2 separate regions of the Mus musculus genome follow, and region 1 is linked to region 2. The links are chromatin contacts, called in public Hi-C maps. All regions are on one chromosome and are shown on one strand. The core of a region is the stretch at or near the end of the contact, and the rest is flanking DNA. Distances in the headings are between cores, read along the strand shown. Region 1 holds the start of Grik2 (glutamate receptor, ionotropic, kainate 2 (beta 2)). Region 2 overlaps Grik2 (glutamate receptor, ionotropic, kainate 2 (beta 2)).

Evidence for each region. Hi-C and Micro-C count contacts between places; a contact is called where the count stands out from the background.
Region 1: a contact with region 2 is called in a Hi-C map of cerebellar granule neurons, with 2.8 times the contacts expected there. The contact joins the promoter of Grik2 here to the enhancer-like site in region 2. A contact is called at or near these places in 1 of 39 promoter capture datasets (3T3-L1-derived adipocytes), 5 of 484 Hi-C or Micro-C datasets (cerebellar granule neurons, cerebellum and cortical neurons) and 3 of 9 other capture datasets (adipose tissue, liver and pancreatic islet).

Annotation. Positions count from the first base shown.
Region 1 is chr10:49,787,082-49,790,073 of GRCm38.p6, reverse strand. Grik2 (glutamate receptor, ionotropic, kainate 2 (beta 2)) reads left to right here and starts at 1,320. Exons shown (of 17, transcript NM_001111268.3): 1 at 1,320-1,446.
Region 2 is chr10:49,645,562-49,648,499 of GRCm38.p6, reverse strand. The region is part of intron 2 of Grik2 (glutamate receptor, ionotropic, kainate 2 (beta 2)); the gene reads left to right. Among named protein-coding and RNA genes, the nearest start is that of Grik2, 140 kb to the left of the region's middle. Within about 2 kb of position 1,654, at least 9 of the 459 cell types and tissues checked have an H3K27ac peak or open chromatin away from gene starts, as enhancers often do. A contact at or near this core is called in cerebellar granule neurons, where this site is marked.

The DNA of each region.
Region 1 (2,992 bases), core at 71-2,570, 140 kb before region 2:
TTCTCTGCGGCCTGTTGGTCTGCTGTAGGGTGAACAGGAGCCTCTGCTTCCAGCCCTTCAGAATTAGACTGGAGTGCTCCTGGGACTGCAGTTGCCTCTAGGCTCCACTGAGCTTAGGAATTCCACCTGGCCTGCTTCCTATTACAATCCCTTTGAAATTTGTCTCCTGGGCTGGTCTGCCAAGCCTGTTCAAGCTTGGCCTCTCTTAAACCTCCTCGAGAATAGTAGCTCACCAATGTACTCTGGGGGGAACTGCTAAGTCTCCACTCTAGTTAATATTGCAGGGCTGAGGATAAAGTAGCAAAGGTATTGAATACATGTTGACTTTTCTGACCCAGAGGAGAGCAAATCCGGGATTGTTTGCAGAAGCTAATCGCTCCTCCAGAGAAGCCTGAGGAGTCTGGTGTGCTCTCTGCCTCCTGTCCCCACCCCTGACTCCAGGAAGCAACCCTTGGGAAGACCCTAGGACTTAGGCACCCTCCTCCTCCCACTTCTCCTTAAAAACATCTTTCAATATCTCATATTTAAGTACTTCTATATGCTCATTTTCCCAACCATGACAGCTAGGACTCCAGGTTCTGTGCTTGCCAGGCCTCAAATTCCCTCAGAGTTCAGGGACCTAGCTTGAAGAACAAAATCAGATATAAAGGGGCTAGACCTGTGCTGAGATTTCCTGCCAGCTTCTTGATGTTGAAAGTCCATTTCTTTTGCTACTGGACACCAGGAGAGACCAAAACCCATCTAGCTTGAGAAGCAGGATAGAAGTAGAAGATGCAGAAACCAAGATGATCCTCACCAACCTGAATGGGAAATGCAGTAGTTGAACCAAAAGGGTCACTTTGGAGACAACCAGCTGCTCCCCAGATGCTGGCAACATAGAAGTCTCGTTGCCATGGTTTCAGGAGCAGCAAAAAAGCAGCCACCCAGAAGCAGAAGCTATGAGTCCTTATACTCAGTGTAGCTTCTCAGAGCAGGCAAAATCAATCCTTGTCCCTTTTGCCTTACCCACTGTCATTCAGAGCATCTCTGTCCCTGTTCCCCTATGCCTGGATGTGGATGTGCTTGCTTGCAGGAGACGAAATCAGGGCCGAGGGTTCCGGAAGCACTAGGTGGTCAGTACCCGGAATTCTCTCCCTGGAGTTCTTGAAATAAAGAGTGCACCGTGCTCTTGGGTGGGCCTGGGTGCCCTGGAGCTAGTAACAGCAGCGGGGAAAGAAGCGCGGCGCCTTTAAAGCAAGAGGAGAGGAACCCCCGCCAGGAGGCGTGTCTGTCTCCAGCGCCACCGCTGCGGCTCCGCGGTCTCGGTCTCCGCCGCCGTCACTTGCGCTCTCGCTGGCGGCTGCGTGGCCGAGGCTGGGAGCCCGGGACTTCCCGCTGAACCGCCTCCTGCCGCAGCTCTGAGAGGACTACCCCAGTCCCTACCCTCCCTCTTCACCCTAGCCGCAGGTAAGCACTCGCCAGCGGTGGACCCTCCCTGGAGCTCAATCCCAGGGCGTTCGCTGTGGGTCCGGAGGCACTGCGGACCCGCGAGGAGCACTAGCCGCGGACAGGAAAGGAAGAGGGGAACCGCTGCCCGGCTGAGTTCGTGCGCTCCAGGCACCTGCTGGATGCAGCCGCTTGGAGGGCTTTGTCTCACTTGCTGCAGCCAGTGCCCCGCAAGGATGAAAGTGGCTCATTTGGCTCCTGGCTGGTGTTCTCCACGTAAAATATTTGAATAAGTCGATCTGTCAGATGTGTACTCAGCTACCGGGACTCAACGCTCAAGGCGAAGAGACGCAGGAAAGCTGTGTATCTTTGTGCCATAACAACTCCTCATCCCTCTTTCGTCCACCAGTCCCACTATCTCCCTGATTCATAACTCTGGGGTGAGAAAGTTGAGATTATTTTAATACTGAGGACAGTATTAAAAGCTTCAGGAAGAAAAAAAAAAAAAAACTCTCAGGGCATCCCACAGGGGTAAGGACTAACTGCATCACTGAGGTGGATCATAAAGATTCAGAACTTTTAACCAACCACATTTCCTCATATTTTTATCTTCTGGAGTATTGGAAGGGTGTGTGTGTGTGTGTGTGTGTGTGTGTGTGTGTGTGTAGCAGTAGTAGCAGAGAGAGAGAGAGAGAGAGAGAGAGAGAGAGAGAGAGAGAGAGAGAGAGAGAATCAAACAGGACTAATGCTTCTAAGATGATTTTGGATTTGGGGGTTGGAGGATATTAGAAACTACCCTCTGGTAACGAAACGAACAGATTACCGTTTAACATTTCTTCATCTTCATACTGTAAGTATCTCTCATCAAAATTACCTTATGGATTAATTTTTTTCATCTCACAAGAATATGACTAATTCATTTAAATAAGTCTGCAGTTTACTTGCTGGAAGATGTGCAATTGCGTTTTAATTTGGTCTTGTTTTACTTCCTTACTTTATAACTTTGCAGAATAGACTCCTGCAATAATCAAGTAAGCTTATGAACTCTCAATGTCCTTAGAAACTTAGGCGTTAAAGAATTGAAATGCACAGGGGAAGAAAAGACAGAAAATGACTAAATAGTAAAACATCTATTTTTTTTTAAATTTAAATCCACTGAAGATTGCACATGCTGAATTTTTTAAAAGGAGCTTTACCGACACAAATCTCTTTGGTTCAATTTCTTAATTAAGATACATTTTTAGCATCTAAATAGTAATTAAAATTAAAAATATCATTAGCCACCAACGTAGCAGAATGTTAATACCACAGTTGGTAATGTGTTTAGAATCCCAAGGAATAACAGAAATCATGGATGCGTATGCAACAGTGTGGTTTCAACTGATCTCTGTCTTGGACTTCATTCTGTTTCCCCTTTAATGTCATGATTGAGTAGGCTGTTTTTTTAGCTAAGCTTCAACACAATAGGCCACTTGCATGGAATAACACCTTAGGTGTTACTATACAGTGAGGTTTCTTAAATGTCCCATAACAGCAGAACAACAGTGAGAGGGTCAGCAGAAGCCTC
Region 2 (2,938 bases), core at 405-2,904:
AAATTTTATTAGGTTGTTTAGCATATAAAATCTCTCAATATGAGGATACGGATGACAACTAAACTTGAAGGTATTTGACTAATTTTAGTGTGATGTGTAGGTCATAAAACTTAAATTGGTTGTTTTGGCTGTGATAAGAGACTTGCTCATTAGCATAATTTTAAATGTAAACAAAATTATCCTTTAAAAACTAGCAATTTTGAATAGTTTAATTATTCATGTAAAACTTTTTTGGTAGTATATTTGTACATCACTTTATGCATTTTACATATTTAATTAAAATGTTAAATAAGATTCATGTAAACCTGAATCTTCATCTCTCAATAGACTTTTCTGGTGGAAATCCCATTTATTTTTCTGGTATTTTAATTGTCAAGGACAGATTCTTCAAAATGTTTTTATTTATTCTTTGATATTTTTTATACACTATACTTTAATCTTTTCTACGCTTTAGCTCCTACCAGGTCTCCCTCACTTTCTTTTTACCCAACTTCATATTCTTTATCTTAAAAATCTAAACTAACACTTGCCCCCACCTCCACCCCCACCCCCCAAAATGATGTGTTTTGGCCAACTAGTCTTGAGCAAATGAAGTCTATGCTGGAGTATTGTTGATATACTCAGTGTTAATTTGTTGATGAAAACTGATTTTTCCCTTCCCTAACAATTACTAGCTACCAAGAGCTTCCTGGCTAGGACTGGGACTTTGTGCCCACTTCTTGGTGTTGGGATTTTGTCAGACTGATCTTGGGCTGCCACATTCTCTGTGAATTCCTATGCGTGCCTTCTGTGTTGCCTGGAAAATACAGTGACATTAAACATTTTCCCTAAAATCCTAAGTCCTATTTGTTCAAGGAAAGTTTTGTTTTGTTTGATTTCTTTTATCTTAAAGTTTTGTCATGTATAAAAATGTCAGACATTTTATCCTAGAAATCTGAATTTTCAAAGCTACTGATGATTTTGTTTAGAAATTCATAGATAATTCCTATGCCTTTGTCTCTGTGTAGTAAAATGATAAGGTTTTGTCATCATTATCGCAAAGCTCTTCTTGGTGCTGAGATTCACTGAATTACATAAATTTTGGAGGATGAGTGTATGTCTTTGATATTTAGCCTTTGAATATGGTTACCTGCCAAGATATATTCATCATATTCATGTTGGTGGCAGATTGTCATGAAAGGTCAACAGTTCCTGGTTTTGCTTTCACTTGATATTTTGATATCCACTCATGCATGGCTATTTTCCTTTGGTCGATGTTGTGTTCTGTGAAGCTGCATATACTTTTGCCAATCTACTTTGTAAAGGATTGAGTTTATTCTGATAGACATATAAAGACTTGTTGTTAATGAAGTTGTGAAATTAAAGTTAGACCTTAATATAAAATGACAAAGAACATGTTTCCCTTATAAGATAAAATATGTCTGAGGAAACAAACCTTCATTAAGTGCCAGATCTTTCTGACAACTAGTAGCATTAAAGATATGGTATTCTCCTGTGGTGTGAACTCTCCATACGCCTATTAAAGGGATTTTTCAAAAGCACTGATATGATTCAGAAAGAAAAAAAAATAAAAAAAGAGCCTTCCCTAACTCAGGCTATACTAGGTCTCTGACTTCTGATTGGTGTACTCAGTCTGTCACTCTGGCACAGAGGATGTTAGATTAATCCCACAAGAAATGTCCCTCATGGAGTCATATTGATTTTTGCCTGCATTAGTATCTTCCAGGTACTTACAGCTTTGATGACAACGTGTGTAGGAAATCTATAATTTTCTTAGTTTTTCTTTTTTGTGTTTGCTTATTTTTTAGTAAATGTTGAAATTACCTGCTCTAAGCATGTGTTTCAAAAGTAAGTTTTAGTAAAGAATCCAGTTTCTTTTATAAAATAAAATTGTTCCTTGTGTGGCTTAACACAGATTTAAGTCTCCATTAACAGATGAATTATTTCAGTTCCTCTTTGTATTTTGCCTTTCTGACAACAAAGGCTTGGGGAATCTAAAAATGTCCTCATGTCAAGGAGCTATTGATGGCATATACAACAAGATCATTGTTATCTTGACGTCACTAGAGTTTTATTTTATGAATAGACACCAGTGTTTCATAGTTTAATTTTTTATTTCAGCTGTGCATCATTTACACTGTCACAGTTACTATGTAATAACAGAGTTACAAAAATGCCATAAATGCTTAGTGGTTTTGCCACATAGCTATTTGTAAGTAGAGTTTAAAAGCTGCTGACACATGAATATTTTAGCTTACATATAGTGCAACCCATTATCTTTCATGTACATTTTCTGACAGAGAAAAACATTTTAAAGAAAAATGCTACCACATTTAGATATTGTGCATCAGTCATATTCTTGTTATAGTGACCATGTTTTAAGATGTGTATTTTACTGATATAAAAGCATTTATATAAAGTGCTGGAGAAAAGTTAAGAGTAACAAGATGCTGATGAACTTTATTTAAATGAGGGTCTCATGAATATGATATGCATGCTCTTTGTTTTTTAATATATTCATTTAAGATTTCAATGATAGTTTTGATATCACTAAAAACTCTTAGAAGCCATTTATGAGCCTGAAATTTTTATTTGAATTTGTATAAAAATTAATTTGATTATAAACTATTGCTGCATCTAGTTTTGAACAGGATATCCTTAAAGCTTAAAAGTAATCAAATGTGTTACTTCATTACTGATTTCCTTCGAAGTGTGGAAAACCATAGAAACACCTTAAAATCCAAGATATTTGGCAGCAACTCATAAGGTGCATCTGCAGTGTTAGGTTGTTCTAGGAATACAAGTAGAATGACTGTCATTAAAATTAAACTTCACTTTGTTAATCAAGGAAATAAATTTGTATTGTCTTGTGGCTTACAATTAGAAGAAAACAAGAAAAGGTGTAAGAAAGGGTGGAAGTGATAGGGAATCAGGAGAA